2 separate regions of the Macaca mulatta genome follow, and region 2 is linked to region 1. Evidence: chromatin contacts called from public Hi-C data. All regions are on one chromosome and are shown on one strand. The core of a region is the stretch at or near the end of the contact, and the rest is flanking DNA. Distances in the headings are between cores, read along the strand shown. Region 1 has its middle 62 kb from the start of TRPM4. Region 2 holds the start of SLC17A7 (solute carrier family 17 member 7).

The links. A called contact is a pair of places that touch in the nucleus more often than the background predicts.
Region 2: a Hi-C map of CD4 T cells shows a contact between it and region 1, with 4 times the contacts expected there. The contact joins the promoter of SLC17A7 here to the enhancer-like site in region 1. A contact is called at or near these places in 6 of 14 Hi-C or Micro-C datasets (CD4 T cells, blood, cortical neurons and 3 more).

What each region holds. Positions count from the first base shown.
Region 1 is chr19:61,668,624-61,674,604 of T2T-MMU8v2.0, forward strand. No RefSeq gene overlaps it. Among named protein-coding and RNA genes, the nearest start is that of TRPM4, 62 kb to the left of the region's middle. Within about 2 kb of position 3,753, at least 7 of the 40 cell types and tissues checked have an H3K27ac peak or open chromatin away from gene starts, as enhancers often do. A contact at or near this core is called in CD4 T cells, where this site is marked.
Region 2 is chr19:61,866,566-61,872,546 of T2T-MMU8v2.0, forward strand. It overlaps SLC17A7 (solute carrier family 17 member 7), which reads right to left and starts at 3,229. Exons shown (of 12, transcript XM_077980934.1): 1 at 3,204-3,229. The coding sequence starts at 3,229.

The DNA of each region.
Region 1 (5,981 bases), core at 2,503-5,002:
TTTTTTTTTTTTGAGATGGGGTTTCACTCTGTCACCCAGGCTGGAGTACAGTGGCGTGATCATAGCTCACTGCATCCTGAACTCCTGGGCTCAAGCGATTCTCCCACCTCAGCCTACTGAGTAGCTGGGACTACAGTTGCATGCCACCATGCCCAGTTAATTTATATATATATATATATATATATATATATATATATATTTTTTTTTTTTTTTTTGAGATGGCATCTTGTTCTGTCACCCAGGCTGGAGTGCTGTGGTGCGATCTTTTTTTTTTTTTTAAGACGGAGTCTCGCTATGTCGCCCAGGGTGGAGTGCAGTGGCCGGATCTCAGCTCACTGCAAGCTCCGCCTCCCGGGTTTTTACGCCATTCTCCTGCCTCAGCCTCCCGAGTAGCCGGGACTACAGGCGCCCACCACCTCGCCCGGCTAGTTTTTTGTATTTTTTAGTAGAGACGGGGTTTCACCGTGTTAGCCAGGATGGTCTCGAACTCCTGACCTCGTGATCCGCCCGTCTCGGCCTCCCAAAGTGCTGGGATTACAGGCTTGAGCCGCCGCGCCCGGCCTGTGGTGCGATCTTGGCTCACTGCAAGCTCCGCCTCCCGGGTTCACATCATTCTCCTGCCTCAGCCTTCCAAGTAGCTGGGACTACAGGCGCCCGCTACCACACCTGGCTAATTTTTTGTATTTTTAATAGAGACAGGGTTTCACTGTGTTAGCCAGGATGGTCTCGATCTCCTGACTTCGTGATCTGCCCACCTCAGCCTCCCAGAGTGCTGGGATTACAGGCGTGAGCCACTGCACCTGGCCAATATAAAAAAATTTTTTAGTAGAGACAAGATTTCACTATGTTGCCCAGGCTGGTCTCAAACTCCTGAGCTCAAATGATCCTCCTGCCTTGGCCTCCTGAGTAGCCGGGATTACAGGTGCACACCACTATACTCGGCTAAGTTTTACTTTTTTGTTTGTTTGTTTTATAGAGATGGGGTTTCATTATGTTGCTCAGGCTGGTCTGGAACTCTTGGGCTCAAGCGATTCTCCTGCCTTGGCCTCCCAAAGTGCTGGGATTACAGGTGTGAGCCACTGCGCCCGGCCTTACGTATTCTTTGGAAGAAATGGCTTTTGGGTAATGGCTTGCATTGTTGTGTTGTATCAGCTGCCGTCCAGTCGAAGCTAACTAAGGGCAGGTGGGTGTTGAATGAGGACAATGCCCACCTGCCCTTAGTTAGCTGTGACTGCGATAACAAAGACCCTGTTATCCCAATCATCATCACGAGGACTAGCTGCGCCGCAGCTTAAAGGGACATTTCATAGCTTAAAAAAGACAAACTGTTGGTCCTGCCACCTCCGACTACAAAGGTGTCGCTACTGATAAGCTTTTTTGGATCTTGAAGATGCCACATCTCACGTGTGGAAATTTCACTAATGCGGCTGTAGCAAGTGACCAGACAGATGGCCGCATTTGAGTGGGAGCCTCTTTAGCAAGAGCTTTTTAAAATCTAGCTCCACCCAGGAGCTCTTTATCTTCTTCAGAACCCACGGAATTATAGACGTCTGCATCAACCTCCGTGGGACCTCGGAGTCCAGGAGAACGAATACGAAGGCGCTGATGCTCATGCTGCCTGCTGGCTGGTGAGTAATAAAGTTATTTGTCTCTGGCCCAGGAGTCTTGTGTCTTCTGGCAACATTTGTGAAACAGTAATGGGGTAGCTTGTTTTATTTTTGTTTTTTATTTTATTGATTGACTGAATTAGGGACAGGGTCTCACTCTGTCACCCAGGCTGGAGTGCAATGGTGCACTCCAACCTGGGCTCAAGTGATTCCCCCACCTCAGCCTCCCGAGTAGCTGGGACTACAGGTGCATGCCACTGTGCCCAGCTAATTTTTTATTTTTTGTAGAGACAGGGTATGGCTACATTGCCCAGAGATGGGCTTTCATTATGTTGCTCAGGCTGGTCTGGAACTCTTGGGCTCAAGCGATTCTCCTGCCTTGGCCTCCCAGAGTGCTGGGATTACAGGTGTGAGCCACTGCGCCCGGCCTTACGTATTCTTTGGAAGAAATGGCTTTTGGGTAATGGCTTGCATTGTTGTGTTGTATCAGCTGCCGTCCAGTCGAAGCTAACTAAGGGCAGGTGGGTGTTGAATGAGGACAATGCTCACCTGCCCTTAGTTAGCTGTGACTGCGATAACAAAGGCCCTGTTATCCCAATCATCATCACGAGGACTAGCTGGGCCGCAGCTTAAAGGGACATCTCATAGCTTAAAAAAGACAAACTATTGGTCCTCCTGGGCTCAAGAGATTCTCCTGCTTCAGCCTCTCAAGGTGCTGGGATTATAGGCATGAGGCCACCGCACCCGGCCCAGGCTGGCTTGTAAGTAGGACAAAATGAAAGTCCGGACCTGGTAGTGTTGAAGAGGATGGGATGTTGACAAAGGTGTGGCTTTCTGGAATTGGAAGGACAGGGCCTCCATGGGCCTGGTTCAAAAATATGAGAAGAGCCGGGCGCGGTGGCTCAAGCCTGTAATCCCAGCACTTTGGGAGGCCGAGACGGGCGGATCACGAGGTCAGGAGATCGAGACCATCCTGGCCAACATGGTGAAACCCCGTCTCTACTAAAAAATACAGAAAACTAGCCGGGCGAGGTGGCGGGCGCCTGTAGTCCCAGCTACTCGGGAGGCTGAGGCAGGAGAACGGCGTGAACCCGGGAGGCAGAGCTTGCAGTGAGCTGAGATCCGGCCACTGCACTCCAGCCTGGGCGGCAGAGCGAGACTCCGTCTCAAAAAAAAAAAATATATATATATATATATAAGATATATATATATATTTTCTTCTTATATATATATATAAGAAGAATCCCTAGGATCCAGTAGGGAATTCTCTCATCCAAGTAGAGGAGGATGGCCAGCAATAGGGGTCCCCACTGTCCTATTTTTGAGATGGAATTTTGCTCTCATCCCCCAAGCTGGAGTGCAATGGTGAGATCTCGGCTCACTGCAACCTCCACCTCCTGGGTTCAAGCAATTCTCCTGCCTCAGCCTCCCGAGTAGCTGGGATTACAGGCATGCGCCACCACGCCTGACTAATTTTGTATTTTTAGTAGAGACGGGGTTTCTCCATGTTGGCCAGGCTGGTCTCGAACTCCCGACCTCAGGTGATCCACCTACTTCAGCCTCCCAAAGTGCTGGGATTACAGGCGTGAGCCACCGCACCCGGCCTTTTGTTTGCTTGTTTGTTTTTTTGAGATGGAGTTTCACTCTTGTTGCTCAGGTTGGAGTGCAATGGCATGATCTCCACTCACTGCAACCTCCGCCTCCCAGGTTCAAGCAATTCTCCTGCCTCAGTCTCCCGAGTAGCTGGGACTACAGGTGTGCACCACCACGCCTGGCTAATTTTGTATTTTTGGTAGAGACGGAGTTTCTCCATGTTGGTCAGTCTGGTCTTGAACTCCTGACCTCAAGTGATTCGCCCGCCTTGGCCTCCCAAAGTGCTGGGACTACAGGTGTGAGTCACCACGCCAGACCAACAGTGAGTTTTTTCCCCCTGCCTTTGCTGTCCCCCTAGGCTACTCCCCAGCCCCAAGTTGCTCCAGGGCTGAGGCTGTGGTCCCTGACCCACAGACTTCTCGGTTCAAGCGCCTGAATTCAACGAATCAGGCTCGCAGTGGGAAGGGAAGCTGAAGTGCTCTAGTTGGGTGTGGCGCTTTGGGCCAATTTAACGTCCTGCTGTGTGGTTTCCACGACTGAGCGGGTATAATTGGTACTGATGTCTTACATGCTCAAACAACGAACGCCCCGTTATCAGGGGATTCTATCGGTCAGGGGCTGTGGCATGTGCTGCCCTCTTCCCCTTTACCGGGAACGATGTGGGATCCCGGTAGAAAAGGAAACACAGCTTTAATGACTAAATGGCTGCTGGAGTGCTCCGGGAAGCCGTTTCCCAGTGCCACAGCGCCACCTGCCTGACACGGCCACCAAGTACACCCCTTTTAAAAAGAAAAGGCAGCTAGGCTGAGTGCCGCGGCTCACACTGGGAGGTGGGCGGATCGCTTGAGTCCAGGAGTTCAAGACCAGCCTGGGCGATATAGTGAAACCCCATCTCTATTTTTTACATTTAATTTAATTTTTATTTATCTATTTTTAGACAGAGTCTCTCTCTCTCACCAGGCTGGAGTGCAGCGGTGCCATCTCGGCTGCAACCTCCACCTCCTGGGTTCAAGTGAGTCTCCTGCCTCAGCCTCCCGAGTAGCTGGGATAACAGGCGTCTGCCACCACCCCAGCTAACTTTTGTATTTTTAGTAGAGACGGGGTTTCACCATGTTGGCTAGGATGGTCTCAATTTCTTGACCTCGGGATCCACCCCTTCGGCCTCCCAAAGTGCTGGGATTACAGGCGTGAGCCACCGTGCCCGGCCCTGTCTCTTTTAATAATAACAATTAAAAAAAAAAAAAAAAAACCACTATGAATCGCTATTAAGCTCTCATTGAAAGCAAATACCTGGCCTGTGGAGGCCTTTAACTCCCCAGCCTCATACCCTCATTCTCAGGTAGGTTAACTGGAACTTCACTAGTAATACTGGAAATGGCCAAAGGTAAAGGGTACATCCAAGAGCACAGCCGGTCTGGTCCTCAGGTCATCTGAGTTTTACATACAAGTCACAGCTACCCCTGTTTCTTTCATTTTCTGTTTTGAGACAGTCTTGCTGTGTTGCCCAGGCTGGAGTGCAGTGGCATGATCGTGGCTCACTGCAGCCTGGAACTCCTGGGCTCAAGTGATCCTCCCACCTCAACCTCCTGAGTAACTGGGACTCTAGGCATGCACCAGCACACCTGGTTAATTTAAAAATTTTTTTTTCAGAGACAGAGTCTCACTGTGTTGCCCAGGCTGGTCTTCAACTCCTGGGCTCAAGTGATCCTCCTGCCTCGGCCTCCCAAAGTGCTGGAATTACAAGTGTGAGGCACCGCACCCAGCAGCAGCTACCCCATTTGGAGAAAACTCGCCTCCACTCCCCTGCCTGAGGCAATTTCTCTGGCTCATGGGGCCCTCGATTCACAAGGGTTCCCTTAAACGGCTGGGCGCGTTCCACTATGTTAAACCTAAAGATGTCCACTAGGGGGCAGCAACCACCTAACCCCAACACTAACTCCGGAAGACATTGATTGCAGTTTAGTTGATATTTAAGGTATTCAATGGGACTTTGTAACTTCTTCACTATCTGCGGGTGTCTAGTATTATTGATTGTTGGATCATCTTCCTCAAGAATCGGCTCAAAAAGGTTTCTGGTTTCCCCTTCCCACCTCTTCCTGATCCACACACTTTATTTATTTATTTTTTGAAACAGACACTGTGTCACCCAGGTTGGAGTGCAGTGGTGCCATCTCGGCTCGCTGCAACCTCCGCCTCCTGGGTTCAAGCGATTCTCCTGCCTCAGCCTCCCAAGTACCTGGGATTACAGGTGTGCACCATCACGCCCGGCTGATTTTTGTATTTTTGGTAGAGACGGGGTTTCGCCATGTTGGCCAGGCTGGTCTCGAACCCCTGACCTCAACTGATCCGCCTGCCTCAGCCTCCCAAAGTGCTGGGATTACAGGCGTGAGTCACCGCACCTGGCCACACACACTTTACTCAGGCTGTTTGGTCACTGAATGTGGCAGTCCCGGAAGAGGCTTCATCTCTCCTTGGCTGCATGTTGGATAGTCACTGAGAAGGAAGTGTTGGAGGAGTTACAGAGACCTATTCTGAAAATGTACGATTCTGCCTACTGACCATCGTCAGAATGATGAATCTGTCTTTCCGCTGGACAGATGGTGGTCACACTCTCCAGATGGCAGTTTAGCCCTGAGGGGGCCAAGTAGGGGATTCAAACTAATGCTGGTTTAGGCACCAGAATCCGCTTGTTGGACCAACATGGTGCTAGATCAGGAGTTGACACACTACACAGCCTGTGGGATACATCTGGCCCGTGACCTGTGTCTGTATGGTCCATAA
Region 2 (5,981 bases), core at 1,979-4,478, 200 kb after region 1:
GCCCCAAACTCAGGCCTGGGGACTTGGCAATGAGGAAAAGCAACACTTAGGAGGCCATTACCCCAAATCGAGATATCTCAACTTCTCTCTCTCTGTCTCTGCTTCTCTCAGGATCTCTGTCCACTCCCCTACGTCTGTGTCTCCTTATGTCCCTCTGCTCTCTCTTCTCTTCCCATTGTACAACTAAGGAAACTGAGGCTCGGGGAGCTGAAGTAGCACTCCAAGATCACAGACAAGAACAGCAATGGGACCTGATCCCTTAATGGCCCTCGGCATCCCCCTGCCCAAGACCTGGCTCTCAGAAAGGAGGCACCTTGGGTTCTCTTCTCTCTAGCATCCCGTTCCCCCATGTCCTTGTCCCAAGTTACTCTGGGTGCAAGGAAGCTCCCCACCAGCTGTGGCATCACTCATCTCAAGGAAGATCTCTGTTCTAGGCTTGGGAGGGAGACCGACCTGGGTTCAAATCATGGAGCTTGTACTCATTCACTGATTCCCCCCAACCCCAGAAAGGAGCCTCAGTTTCCCCATCTTTGTCTAGAGGATTAAATGGGATCAACGCGTTGTCTCTAATATGGGGTATTCCGCTCTCCCTCCAACCATCAGAGCAAACCCCAGGCATTGGAAGCAAATGCTCTTCTCTGCACAAACTCCCTGCTGATGGTCCTGGCCAGAGCTCGGGGGTCCCTGGAGACCCAAGAGGTAACTCAGAGAGCTGAGAGTCAGGGGAGATTGACTGTGAGAAACCCAAGCACAGTTGAGAAACAGGCAGAGACTGAGGGAGGGGGCCTGAGGTACACATCCCTGCCGCTGCTACCCCCCAGCCCCCTCCACCAGCACGTCTCTTTCTCTCTCTCTCTCATTCTCCTGACTTCACACTGATGTATTTTGAGAAACTCGTGAAAGGAGGCGAGAAAAAGGGTGGGGAGGGGCTGGAAAATTGGAAACAGAAGGGGCGAGGTTATCTCAGCTTCCCCTCCACCGCCAACCTCCGTCACTGCGCCATCCTCCTGCGCCCCCCCCCCCACTTCTGTCCAGCCTTATTCTTGTCTCTCATGTTACCAGAGGGTGGGGTAACTTTGGAGCTAAGAGGTGATCTGCAGCAAGCAAGACTGATGTTAGACTTAGCAAAGTACCCCATGGCCTAGTGAGGTGGACTGAAGCTCAGTGAAAGACAGGGTCAGGGCTGTGGGCCAAGGGGACAGGGCCTGAGGGCATGGCGGCAGGGGCATGGTGCTGATGAGGCCATCTCCTTCGTGCACTGTGGCCAGATATATTTTTAGGCTTTTCCGCAGCTGAGTAATTTATCTGACTTAGAGCCAAAGCTGGAGTTGGGGGTGAGAGCTTGTGGGGAGGTGTCCAGGTTATCCTGAGGGACACTCGGGTCACTGGGGTCATCAACCTGGTTGGGAGGGAGTCCCTCTCAACCCCAGCCTATATCCTTTGGGAAGGCTGTTCTTCCCCAGGAGCTGAAATTTTTGGCCTCTAACTCCTTTCTCTCCCAGGGACCCAGGGTGCTCTGACTTCTTCCATCCAGCTTAACCCCCTCAAGGACAATGGGCTATGAGCCCCAATCCGCTTTAGCTGCAGATTAAACTCCATGCCAGGCAGAAACGGAAAGAGACACAGAGAGATGGAGAGACCCATGGTGGAAGAATTAAAACCCAGAGACAGGGACAGGGATCCAGAGAAGTGGGGACCAGAGATTCAGGGAACAGGAGAGACCCAGAGAGAGGGGGACAGAGACTCCGAGTCAGGGGTTGTTAGAGATCCAGTGAGAGTAATGGCCAGAGAACCAGAGAGAGGGGCACAGAGATGCAAAGAAGCGGAGGCAGAGATCTAGGGAGAAGGAGAGGCCCAGAGAGAAGGGAGTGGAGATCTAGAAAAAGAGGGAGACGGAGACCCAGAGAGAAAGGAGGCAGAGACATCCAGAAAGAGACGGGGACAGAGACCCAGAAGCGGTGGGGGAGGGAGCCAGAGACCCGGGAGAGAGGGATTTACAGCACCAGAGAAAGAGTGGAGCAGGGTGGGGTGGGGTGCAGAAAAATGAACAGGATAATGGACAAGGCTCAGTCAGGGAGAACGGCGCCGTCGGAGCCCACGGGAGAAAACTGGACAGATGGGTGGACCCCCATGCCGGGGTATCGCCCGTTCATCTGTCAGTCTGCGCCCAGGTGGGAATTAGCATCCTCCTCGGATCCTCCCACTCTTCTCCTCCCGGGACCCCTGCCAGGCTCACCGGTGCAGCTTCCCGAGAGCACGACCCGCTAGCTTCCGAAACTCCTCCTGGCGGAACTCCATGGTGGCGGCTCCCGCCGCGGGTCACCCCGCCGGTTCCCCCCCGCCGATCCCCCCGCCCGCGGGCCCGGGCGGCCGCGTCCGGGTTCCCGGGGTCCGCCCCGGCCCGGCCGGCCCCGCAGCTCCGCTCGGGGGGAAGGAGGCTGCGAGTGCAGGCGGCCCGGGGGCTGTCACAGGACTCAGCGCCGGGGGCGGGGCGCGGGAGGCCCCGCCCCAGCCCCACCAGGCCCCTCCCCTCGTCTGCCAGACCCGCCCCCTCTCGCAGCCTTTTCATCCTCGTCCTGTTTCCTCCTGAGCCTTCTAATACCACGCCTCTGGGTTCTGAACTCACACCTCCGAGTTCACGCCCCCCAGTTCTGTTCCTTCCCCAAGCTACCCCCCCATCCCCGTTCCATCCCCCTGGCTCCTACCCAGATTTTCTCTCCTCTCCTGAGTTCTCATCCCCATCATTTCTCTCCCCCACTTCTGTTCCCCCTAATTTCGTCCCTTACAATCCTGTCTTCTCTGACTTTCCCTCTGCGTTCATCCTCCAGTTCCTTCACCCCTGGACTCCCTCCCCGCCCCCATCCCCCAATTCCATCCCCATCCCACCTCGTCCCCAGTTCCAATAGTCTCATCCAGGGAGTTCTTTCTTATCTCATTCAAGGGAAATTTTTTCCCCTCAAGTCCAACGCCTACTTCGATCCACCCGTCGTCCCCTTCTAGTCCCTTTCGCCACCTGGGTTCTTCACCCTTGAGCTCCATCTCCTCCTGAGTTTCCATCTTTCCCCTTTGAATCCCACACTCCTCCAACTCTATTCTCCCTCTGGCGCCTCTCTCCTCCCTGTTGCTTCTCTCGATGAGCTTCATTCCCTAACCCCGATTTTCTTCCCTCTGGCTTCCGTCCCCCACAGTTATATTTCACACACCCCACCAGTGCCAGCTGCGACCCCATAGTCTCCCCATTGTGTTATTTCCCCGCTCCTCTGGGATCTATCCGCGCTCTGAGTTCTTCCCTAGCTCCGGGGGATCCATTCCGCTATTTGAGTTCTGTCTCCACCCACTGGAGATCTGTCCCCGCCCCCTAAATTGTGATCCGCGCCCCCTGGCATCCTCATCCGCCCTCTGAATTTGTCTACTCCCCTAGGATCTGTCGCTGACCTGAGTTCTGCCTCCACCCTCTGAGTTCTCTCCCCATTCTTGGAGTTGTGTCCCCTCCTCCTAGGATCTGTCCCTGGGATCTGTCCCCGCCCTCAGTCCTGTTCTTGCCCCCTGGAATCTGTTCGTGCTATCTGAGTTCTACCCCTTCCCCACTGGATCTCTCTCTGCCCCCCGGAATCTGTCCCCACCCACCGAGTTCTGGACTCCGTCCTTGGGATCTGTGCCCGCCCTCCCAGTTCTCCCCGCCCCCTGGATCTGTCCCTACCCTCCCTGCCCTCGTCCCATGGGATCTGTCCCCGCCCTCCGACTGCTGACCCTCGCCACTGGGATCTGTCCTCGACCTCCCAGTCCTGTCCCCGCCCCCGGAATCTGACCCCGCCCACCAAGCTCTGGCCTCCGCCCCTGGGAACTGTCCCCGCCCTACCAGTCCTGCCCCCGCCCCATGGGATCTGTCCCCGCCCTCCGACTTCTGACCCTGTGATCCGTCCCTGCTCTCCCAGTCCTGCCCACACCCCCAGGAATCTGTCCCCGCCCACCGAACTCTGTCTCCACCCCTGAATTCCAGCCCCGCCCCGCTGGGTAGAGCCCCGCCCTTCCCTGTCCTGGGCCCGCAGACAGGGTCCCGCCCCGCTCCTGTCCTCAGACCAGCCCATCTCCCGGCGCTGAGTCCACCTCCAGATCCAGGCCCCAGGAGGGTGATCCTTTCCCTACTACCTCCCCGCGTCGGGCCGCAAATGCATTTGGAATTAAATTTTCATGATGCGGCCCGCGGTGGGGTGGGAGGAGCAGACGGCGCGGCGGGCGGGCGCCAAGTACTGGGTGGCCGGGAAGCCACTGACCGCCGCAGCCTCTCGCTTCCAGCCTTGACTGGCTGGGTCTCTGGGTCTCACAGTTTTGAGAAACCCCTGGGACCCCAGAACGAAGGACGCTGCGGGTCTGAGGCAGAACCGAGGTAGGAACCGGGACTCGTGGGGTGAAGTACCAGCGCGGGAGCCGCTCACACGCGCCACCCAGTGGCTGCAGAGTTCCCGGCCGGGGTGCGGAGGCGGTGGTTGCGGCTCGGGGCCAGGTGTGAGGGTGGAGCAGATGGTGAAGAGGAGGGAGTGGGAAGCGGGCCCCGCCGCTGCCAAAACCTGGGCCTTTGCCGAAACCATCGCCATGGAAACCAAGGAAGGAGGAAAGGACCCAGCCCCACACTTTTTCAAGACCTGGGAATGAGTTACTTGGCCTCCTCCAGCGGCTCACTGTCCCAACTACAAGTCCCAGCGGCCTCTGAGCCTCAGCGCTCGCTTGAGAAGGGCCGCGCACTCCGAGGGCCGCTGGGAGATGTAGTTCTCGGAGACAATGGGCAGGGATACGTTGCGCCCTCTGGTGGACAGGGCGCCCACGTTCGCTCCTCCGTTCCCGCGGCCGGCAAGACCCTACCTGAAGTCACTCCCACCCTGACCTCTTCCCCATCTTTTCTCCCCCTCCCTCCCAATTCACCCCATTGCAGACACATTGTGCTTGCCTGCCTACCGTTTCCTTCCTTCCTTCCTTCCTTTTTCTTCTTTTTCCTTTCATTCTTTCTTCCTTCTTTCCTTCCTCTCCTTCCTTCCTTTTTCTTTATCTTCCTTCCTTTCCCCTTCCTTCCTTCCTTTCTTTCTCTTTTTTCTTTCATTCTTTCTTCCTTCTTTCCTTCCTTCCTCCTTTCCTTCCTTCCTTCCTCCTTTCCTTCCTTCCTTCCTCCTTTCCTTCCTCCCTTCCTTCCTATTTGAGACAGGGTCTCACTCTGTCGCCCAGCGGCAGCTCACTGCAGTCTCAACCTCCCTGGGCTCCCACCTCAGCCTCCTGAGTAGCTGGGGGACCACAGGTGTGCACTACCATGCCCCACTAACTCACGTTGTGCTTTGAGCATTTGCCACTGAAGTTCCTCCATCTACTTATGATCCTAGGATTCACTAAAGAAGAGGAGGGTCTAGACAATCACTTTTTTTTTTTTTTTTTTTGAGATGGAGTTTCATTCTTGTTGCCCAGGCTGGAGTGCAATGGCGCTATCTCGGCTCACAGCAACCTCTGCCTCCCAGGTTCAAGCAATTCTCCTGCCTCAGCCTCCCGAGTACATGGGATTATAGGTGCCTGCCACCATACCCGGCTAATTTTGCATTTTTAGTAGAGAGGGGGTTTCTCCATGTTGGTCAGGCTGGTCTCGAACTCCCAACCTCAGGTGATCCGCCCGCCTCGGCCTCCGAAAGTGCTGGGACTACAGGTGTGAACCACTGAGCCCAGCCTCAACAATCACTTATTAACTCAAGAAATATTTATCAAGGTGGGGCACTCCTGTAATCCCAGCACTTTGAGAGGCTGAGGAGGGCTGATCACTTGAGCTCAGGAGTCCGAGACCAGTCCAGGCAACAGAGGGAGATCCCATCTCTATAAAAAATATTTAAAGGCCGGGCGCGGTGGCTCAAGCCTGTAATCCCAGCACTTTGGGAGGCCGAGATGGGCGGATCACGAGGTCAGGAGATCCAGACTATCCTGGCTAACACGGTGAAACCCCGTCTCTA